Linked DNA regions of Zea mays: all the other regions are linked to region 3. The links are chromatin contacts, called in public Hi-C maps. All regions are on one chromosome and are shown on one strand. The core of a region is the stretch at or near the end of the contact, and the rest is flanking DNA. Distances in the headings are between cores, read along the strand shown.

Evidence for each region. Hi-C and Micro-C count contacts between places; a contact is called where the count stands out from the background.
Region 1: a Hi-C map of leaf shows a contact between it and region 3, with 4 times the contacts expected there. The contact joins the promoter of LOC100279064 here to the promoter of LOC100382910 in region 3. A contact is called at or near these places in 3 of 25 Hi-C or Micro-C datasets (ear, leaf and tassel).
Region 2: a Hi-C map of tassel shows a contact between it and region 3, with 1.8 times the contacts expected there. The contact joins the promoter of LOC100273482 here to the promoter of LOC100382910 in region 3. A contact is called at or near these places in 4 of 25 Hi-C or Micro-C datasets (ear, leaf and tassel).

The regions. Positions count from the first base shown.
Region 1 is chr3:184,418,244-184,421,262 of Zm-B73-REFERENCE-NAM-5.0, forward strand. It overlaps LOC100279064, which reads left to right and starts at 1,444. Exons shown (of 3, transcript NM_001350275.1): 1 at 1,444-1,763; 2 at 1,927-2,053; 3 at 2,660-3,019. The coding sequence starts at 1,488. The coding sequence ends at 2,946.
Region 2 is chr3:184,488,161-184,491,288 of Zm-B73-REFERENCE-NAM-5.0, forward strand. It overlaps LOC100273482, which reads right to left and starts at 1,311. Exons shown (of 6, transcript NM_001320079.1): 1 at 1,062-1,311; 2 at 604-682; 3 at 34-203. The coding sequence starts at 1,208.
Region 3 is chr3:184,274,663-184,277,903 of Zm-B73-REFERENCE-NAM-5.0, forward strand. It overlaps LOC100382910 (Phosphatidylinositol:ceramide inositolphosphotransferase 1), which reads right to left and starts at 1,738. Exons shown (of 12, transcript NM_001175598.1): 1 at 1,377-1,738; 2 at 1,204-1,293. The coding sequence starts at 1,403.

The sequences.
Region 1 (3,019 bases), core at 194-2,693, 140 kb after region 3:
TTTTCCCTTGGTGAGTTTTCTTGAAGTTTCTCACATGAGGTTTTTAACGAGGCAACAAAGTGCAAATGCAATTTGTATCACCATGCACTCTTTCTCCATATTTTTTCCCACTGAGTTTTTCGGAGTTTTAACGAGGCATGTGTTGGTCATGGTATTCGTCCAAGGGGGAGTGTTAAGTAACCCTAGTTAGGGTTATGTGGACAAATACCTGCTTTGCCTCTGAGGGGCCTCACATCTCTATATAAGGAATTTGTACACCACCTCATAAGATAGAGAGATCAGAAAGAGGCCAGAGGCCCAACCCTATATCATGTGTCTTTTGTGTTCCTCTGTCGTGCTTATGGGAAGGGAGACGGGTCTTCCATAACTTCTCGCGCCTCTACTGCTGACGGGAGGGAAGGGAGCGAATCCGGTGATCCGTGGTAACGTAGTTCTCAACACTTACAAACATGCCGAAGCGGCTCTTGGGCCATTAAGGCCTATGGGCCGGGCCCAATCGAAGTGCACGTGGCCGTGGACGCGACGCGAACCCAGTAACCCACCCTTCGTCCTTGATTTGCCTGTGCGCGGCGCGGCAGCCGGCAGGACAACTGGACAAGCCAGTCCGCCAGTAGGCGTTCGATCGCGCGCCACTCGTCGTGACTAGTTCTGCAAGTTTGGGTCGTGCTTACTGGGCCAGCACGAGCCCGACACGAAATATAAGGCACGTAGCCCGGCCCAGCACGAATTAGAAAAAAACGGGCTAGCACGGCACGTTAGACGGACCGGGCCGTGCTTCGGCTTGTGGCCCTACGGCCCAAGTAGCCCGGCACGCCTTCGTGGGCTGTGCTCGGGCCAGCCCGGCACGATTTTTATTGGCCAGCCCGGCACTGCGCTCTATCCCTCCTGCGCTCGATTATGCTCTGTCCCAGCAGCGGCGTGCTACAGGGAGGATGCAAAAGGCCGATTTCCACGCGCGGCCCAAACTTTTCTGTCTCTAAAACAGGATCTTTTCTGTCTCAGCGCATTTGAATTTCCACGCGCGGGGGCCGGGGGCATGCAAAAGCCTGCGGCGTGGCGTCCTTGCGTGCATGTGGTTGGCTGTGGCCACTGGCCAGACAGGCAGAGGCGCGCACAGCTCAAAAGCGAGCGAAAGCAGTAGAGAAAAAGGAGGGGAAGGCCAAAGACGCAGCAGCCCGACGGCGACCGAGATGCAGAGGCCGATACGTGCCGTGCCTGGGCCAGCACGGCCCGACGGAAGCCCGTCGTGTTTTAGGGCCGTGCTGGGCCTTATTTTTACTCACTAGGCCCGGTAAGGCACGACCCAATTTTATTTCGTGCTTGCTAGGCCCGACTAACTGAGGCTCGAAGCACGACGGGCTCGTGCCGGGCCGGCACGGCACGGCCCAAGTTGCAGCACTAGTCGTGACACGGTGACAGCGCCGCGCGTCTCTCGTCTCGCTCATCACAAGGGCAAGTGGCGAGCAGCGGCCGGGCGCACGCAACCCATGAAACCACAAGCTTGTCACGGGAGATCGATGCCAAAGCAAACCGGAGTGAAAGCGAACGGAAATCTAGCGGACGACGAGACCGCGATTAGGAGGAATTGGACCGTCCGCAACGGCGACCCGCTCGTGCACCTCCATATCCGGCAGCCGGCACCACGGCCACGGCCGCGAGGAGGCGAAGAACGTCGTCTGGTCCCGCACCGGATCGCTAAGCTGTCATGGGCGTCCGATCCCGAGGTGTTCTACATGCTCAACGCCGTGGCCCGGCAGAAAGAGGTGCGCTTCTTATCGGCGCCACCGGTTCACCATGCCTTGTTCATCATCGGCGGTGCTGTTCTGTTGCTGTTCGATGCAAGGCAAGCTGCGTCTAGATGGTAATACTGATGCCGCGTTTGTGCTGCACGCACCATGCTGGACGCACCATGCTGGACGCATACAGCTGTGCGTGGCGATCAACGTGTGCTGGGGTGACCAGAGGGAGAAGGTGTGCGACGCGACGGAGGACGGGAGGAGCTCCATCTCGAGTCGCTCGTCATGGCTAGCCGTGGCCTCGGCCAGATCCAAAGGTAAGGTACGCCCGCTGTAGCAACAGCATTAGCAGTTCTCCCTGAAACAAAACAACCATTCAAGGCTCGCGACATGCTCGACGTTCTGAGAATCACCACACGCAAAGCGTCGCTCATGATCCATCATCGGACACGAAACGCAGTCCAGTCATATACGGCTCGAACTTCCAGTGTGCCGACGAAATGATACAGCATGCGTATCACCTGCATATATCTAGCTTTTCCTTATTGTTTTTACTCTGCTGGACGAATTTATGTGCTGTCTGATGCATCATGCCCTGTGACTGTCGTCAAGTCAAAAGTAGTGGCTGGCCTCTAATTTCCAGAAATATGAATCTGCAATTAACCTAGGCAAACCCAAACAACCCAAACAATAAATCCGATCTATTGTTGCACCTTACTTTCAGTTTCAGCTGTTAGCACCTTACTTTCTCTAGTTGCAACTGGACTCTTTTTTTTTAGTGTGAAGTGAAAGGCTGGCAGATAAACTGCCCAGCTTGTATCACTACACTACAGGAGAATGTCACTGGACAGCATGACTAAACCATTAACAAAGGATGATTCTGCTTCTGGTCTAAGTTTTCTTCCCCTCTTTTCTGCCTACAGATCTGCAAGCTCATGAAGTACTGCTACTGATAGCTGGTTTCCTTCTTAGTTATGGGGAGTGCTATATGCGATTAGATAGGAACAGATATCAGAACACTAATAGCGTGTTTGGTTTGCAAGATGACCGGTCTGAAATAATCCGATTCAAACACCGAAGCTGCTGGAACTGTTTGGTTAACGTAGTGGAGCCAACTCGTCCGTCACAAACACGTTCAGCAACATACCAAATCTGCAGGTTGGGTCGGTTCCTCCAATTTCGCCAGACAAGTATGACGAGTGTATGCTGAACGTACTCAACCCTACAACCAAACACGTTGTAAAAGATGCACATATTTGCACTAGTCACTCTATGAATTTCAA
Region 2 (3,128 bases), core at 61-2,560, 210 kb after region 3:
AAGAGTTCTATTTCTAGGTTCAGTAATTCTTACGTCAGTGGAGGATTCTGTCGCTTTCTTGGTTGTAGAGCTGCCGTAGAAATAATCTCGACCACCATAATGCACAGATGACCCAAAACATGACGTATCATAAGGTGGTGAATGTTTACCGTCCTTTGCGTACGCGGTATGACTTTTGGAAGGAGCCCATTGCGGTTTACCATCTGGACATCAAATTAATCTTTGTTCAGTTGAGATCAAAATATTAAATCAGTGTTCAGTTAATTTTCAGCTGTATCATACCCTCAATGCTTCTAAACTAACCAAGTAAAATGATCACCCCAGATAATAAACAATCCAAAGTCATGGAGACTAAGAGTTGGAGGTCAAAAGTATTTATGAGTCGACAAAACAATACCCACGCTGTATCTATCATCTAAACAAATGGCAACTATATCCTACATGATTCCCAAGATTCATCTGGGAGTGTAATTTAAAACAAAAACTCTGGGAATGTAATTATTCTCTTGATACAAAGGCTCTTCGGTTTTATTAGCACAACAGTTCCTCCTAATAGCATATAGGATAACACAGTAATAAGACGGAACAGGGTAATTCCACAACTACCTGTCGCGCCAGCTTGTGCGCTCCCGCTCTGCCCTTTGTAAATAATGCTGTACAACTCCTGATCTTTCCCATTTGCCTTGAAAACGAAAGGGAAAAAAGAAGAAAGATTTTCACTAATATATACCAACAACAAAGAAATGTTTTGAAATAAACCTTTTTAGGGATTTCATATCACCATCACTCTAAAATAATCCTCTATAATCGTGTTTAGAAACGCTACTCTACGATAATAGCACATACTTATGAAAAAGGAGCGTATCCACATTCGAAACACACCAAACTTAACAAAAATGGAAAAGGGAAAACTATGGTATACAACTAGGAACGCGCCTGTACGCGAAGAAACCCATCTGCATCATCGTAAACAATAAAGTCAAAGAAAAAAATTCCACGTCGAGCTCGAGCCTCACAACGAGACATAGCATCGAACATGAGAGGGGCGTCAAGAAACGTACCGCGGGCGCCGGCGGGTAGAACAAGCTGCTCAACGGGGACTCGGCTTCAGTGGCGGTGGCGGCGACGGCCCCGGCGCCGCGTGGAGAGGACTTCTTGGGTTCCATGGCGTGGGGCTGGTGCTGAGCAGAGGACTTCTTCGGCTCCATTTGGGGTCAGAAAGGGGACCTGCGATGGATCAGGGCACGTGAAGCGGTTGCAGGCGGCGGCGGAGGAACGGGGACTCTAGGGAACACTCGACTGCTCGCCTCGTGGCGCTCTGTGCTCCGGCCTCCATGCGTGACCCCGCATTTAAAGGCCCGGGCTGGGGACTTCGGTATGCGGTTTCGTTGATCTAGAAGGACTTGTATGGAAAAACGTAGATGTGCTTGCCCATTACTGTGTGCCCATAGGAAAACCTTTATTTAATGCATAGGCAGCCAGCCATATGTGTGTCTCCTGCATGTATGAAGGTATATATCCTATCTTCCAACAACTATTGGAGTAGTTGGGGCAGTAAACCTAGTGATGCTGCCTCAAGTTTCATAGTACGTGGCAGGGAAGCAAGAATTAACTTTTAAGTGTTCGAATATATGCAAGATTGCATGGAGAGGCTTAAACAAATAAAGGCAAAATTACTTTAGGGGCAATCATATGGTGGCAATTAGTTGATGCACGTATGTAATAAAGTACTCTGATTTAAATTATAAGAGATTTTGTCTTTCATGGACACATTGTATTTATTACGTATTTATACATAGTATATATCTAAAAACACGACAAAGACTGAATCTAGAAACAACAAAACATCTTATAATTTGAAATAGAGGGATGATTCTTTTTAACATTGTATGTCTTGTTCTTGAAGTAAGAATAGTGTGTGATGCAAGGTGGCGTAAAGGCAGGGACATAAAGAGGCAGTGTCGCAGAGATATGGCATCAATCAAGATATGCATGAATGCAGTAAAGTATTATCAATATTATATCTTGTTAGTAAGACGATGCATAGTCACAAGGGTCGAAGTGGACAGTTACACTTCAGTGATGAGCAGGTACGACAAATGTGGACAAACAACCATACATGGTGGCACGCCGATTAGGCAGGTGGTGTAGCAACAAAAGTAAACTATAGAGATAATGTGGTGGCACGTTGACCAAGCATAGAAACAAAAATGGTTGGTCGATGGTAGATATAGACATGAAGGGGAAGGTTAGTGCCACGACAACCATTTGGTGGTAGAGGAAAACAAGGACAAAGGATAGATGTGTCACGTCAACCACGATCAAAGAGCTTGACTATGTACGATGGTTGGATGGCAGGGTGGCAAGGTGTCATGCTAGGATGCATGATATTGATGTGTGTCCACTGGTGGGATGTTGTTCTTATTGAAGCACACACCCATTGGATATTGTCAGGTTCACAATACAATATGGGCATAAAATGGATACAAAGAGAGGAATAGCAATGGCACAATAGAGGCAAACTACATCCTTATGGGCATTGTAAGCCAAAGTGAGAAAAAAGGGGAAAACAAATTTTGCTAGTGAATTGATACAATAGAGTTAAACATATGTTAAAAAACTAGGGCACATCTTAAGGTGGAAGAGACTAGAGGCATAAGCAATAAAGGAAAAAAGGAAGCAACATGTCAACCTTGAGTGTAAAGAGGTTCATCAATAATAAGAGTTGAAAATGGGGGTGGTAGCATATCCATTGCATGCAAGGCAGGTAACTGGTAAGCATAGGTGGGCAGAAGGAAGGCAAGATTTGATATTGATAACAAGGACATAGTGGCGAGGGTCAAGCGGTGGGATGGCTAGGTGTCATGCAGGGATGACAAGTCACCGATGATGGTTTAAGCGGTGGGTTGCACTGACATCATGTATGAATAGTAGGTAGGACATTAAAGACATGGGAGATGATGCAAAGGAGAAGACCAATTGTAGCAACTGTAATAATGTCAAGAACAGGTACCCATAGGATGAAGCGCATGATGGATGTTGTGATGAGTTCGTGAGTGGTCTAGACCATCGTCTCCCAATCAACTTAGGTTGCTAGACCGTTGTCTTCGTATGATATAATTATTTAT
Region 3 (3,241 bases), core at 488-2,987:
AGAATGTTGTGTGCATGGCTATCCGCTATAGCTCTATCTCTCTTGACGTCTAGGACTGTTATTTCGTTTCCTATAAAGCTTACATGAAAGGTGTTGTTATTTGTTACAATAAAACACAGCAAAAGAGACTCCTAAAAAATGTCATCAGACCCAGTTTATATGCAGAACAAAAAAAAAGGTTCAAGAGACTTGGGATTGGGGTACCCCGCTAACTAGGTAGAAACAGGGGCGAAGCTAAGCTATGCTTAGGGTCACCCCCCAAAAAATGCAAAGTCTATAGATTTAGTTAAACAAAATACCATATATGCACCCCTAAAACAAATCTTTATGCACCCATAAAGGCAAGTGTGCCCTTCTCAAATATGCTCTAGCTTCGCCATTGGGTAGAAAGGTAGTTATGTGCATTACATTTCTTCACATGTATTTTGAAGACACGAATAGAGTTTTAAAAAAAAACTAGAGAAATATAAAAATCAAGTTACAAAGTATTTCCAGGGATCAATAACATATCCATGAATTGAACTATGAGATAAGGCATAGGTCACAGTCCACAAGACAAAATGTATCATGATAAATTGTTTTTTAGCTGAATAAGATTCGGATAAAGAGCTAGCCCCATGCTTGTACCACCCATGTGAATTCTCAAATATCGTGCACATAATGCAAAATACTCCATCCGTTCAAAATTATACGACGGTTTGGCTTTTCTAGACAAATTGATTTTACTATATATTTACACATAGCATATATCTAGGTGCATAGTAAAAATAATGCATCTCGAAAAGACATGGTTATATCAGAAGATCAATGCATACACAAATGGCACATCACAGAACCTATTTCACAGGATATACACCCTCAACCCTTGTCAACAACAACCCGACATGCCTACAAATTAAGAAGCACTTAATGACCTCGAGAAAACGTTTATTCAATCGCTAAGCTTAGCATAAACTGAAGAGAGGTATTCCCGTTTCAATTGACCACACCCTGGAGAGTAATCGTGGTTAGATTGGAGACAGCCCCCAAATTAAGCACTAAGTTTAATAAGACAGCCAACTGAAAAAAATTAAAAAGACACAGGGGTCTGAGCCATCTGCAAGTCAAAAAGTGTCGCCACCCGGTAAACAGAAGCGCTAAATAACATCACAAGGTTATGCACGCAGGAGCCACAAAGCAAACGAGATCGATCGGGAAGCTCACCTGAAACACCAACCCTGCAAGGAGCAATTGCCACTTCTCGAACAGAAGCTGCAGCTCCGCTGTCGTCTCCGCGCACACCCTCCTCCACAGCTGTGCAGAGGCATACACTGATCAGAAAAACTCCGCGAGCGATACCCAGCAAGCATCCGGGGACGAGCGCAGCGAATCGAGACCTTGGTAGACTCCCGGGCGACGTACATCGTCGTGGCCGCAGCTCCCAGTCCCGGCCCTAGTCCTCCAGCAGCCTCCACTACTTCCCGGCTGGGTCACACCCATGACCCGATCCGCACATCACTGCGGGGATCGCGGCAACCCGCGCCGGAATTCCCCGCCTCGTAACCGCCGCCGCAGCGGACGGGTGGACTGGACTACGACCCTCCCGAGGCAGCTCTGCTCTCGGACCTCGCCGAGGGAGAGGGGAGGGGACGGGACGGGCGCAAATGCGGTCTGGAGAGAAGAGACGACTGGGGAACGGGTGGTCGCAGGCCGCCGCTGGGGGAGTCACAACTCTCTCGGCGACGGCGGCGACGGTTTGAATCGGAGAGTGAGGGTGGGTTCGGGTTCGGCCGTTCGGGAGAAAAGGAGCCGGGGGTGTGGGCGTTTTCGTAAAAAAGCAGTGGGCTCGCTCCTAGTCAGCCGGCCAGTTCGATAGGGGCGGTTGCTCTCGCGTTGATTCCGAGGGTAGGGGAGGAGCAGGACTGCAGCCTGCAGGAGCCGGTGGACTGGGCGATCTGCCGGGCTGTGGCCTGGCCTCCATGTGCGCCCATCACTGCCCTTTTTATGCATCTGGCATGCCGCGTCGCGTTGGCTGATCCATGATCCCTCCCCTTTTTGTTCGGCAGATCGTGTTCTTCATCCAGTCTCCATCATGACTGATGAGAGCAACAAAATTGCAATTGGTGTCTGTGCTTTGCTAATTAATTCGGTATAGGTTGGGCCAGAGATTCGGGGAAAGGTAGATGTACGGTGCCCAGCGTCGACAGCGTACATGTTGGGGACCCGCGGCCTTACAGAACACTAGATGTTGACATGTACAGCTCGGAAAGAAAAAGAAAAAAAAAGATGTGACCATGTAGACATGTTGCTTTTCTCCCGAGCTAAAAACGAATTTCAGATGTTCAGACCGAGCTTTGATCAACGCGCACCATTTGGTCCATTGCATTCGTCTAGTCTCTGATCATTCCACTCATCCAGAGAAACAGTCATTCACCAGAATTTTGTGTTCCTTACCTGTTTGTTTAGTTTACATTAGTATACACGAGAGATTTTTGTTGCTCGTGTTGATTATATTCTTATTCTTATTAAAAGCTATGCCTTATGAATCTAAATTAAATAGAGTAGTTTTTATGTCGTATTTTGAGAGTTTTAGCATACGAGCAGATGTGCTTTTACTTCTTTAGTGCTAACTTCATTTTTCCAAAGGATTTATATTTTTCTAAGAGAAAATAAACTAACTTTCTTGGAAAAATGAAAATCTCAAACTAACCTTGTATATATATTTCGACACTCGAATACTATATTGTCTTTGCTTGGTGGTAGGTGACTTCTACGGTGTGGGACAAACTCCCGTTACACATGATGGTGTTTAGTCAATCTTCATCCATCCAATGATCCAATGCACTAATCAAAGTGTACGGCCGCACGGTACCACGGAAAGCCCGCAGAAATGTTGTCAGTTCGGACTTTGCAAGGCGAAATGTGATTTCTTCTCCTCTACGTCTCTAGTTCGAGCTGAAAACTATAGATATATACGGAGTAAACAATATCCTTCTACAAGTGAATATAAGCTTTGAAAAAGCTCATTAACGTCACCTAGAAAGCCTTTGTCCAGGGCCAGTTTGCAGGCACACGTTTTATCCGCGGAACGCAGCCGTCCACTACGCTGTGGTGATGCACAAGGCCATTCTTGCTCGGAGAAAAAAAAAACCGTGAATCCGTCGACACGACTGTTCAAAAGTCAAAACACGGAACATTCATCGGAAGTTGGTGTTGACCAGGCAATTATGCTTCCGAGGAAGAAAACCGAGGCACATGCGAG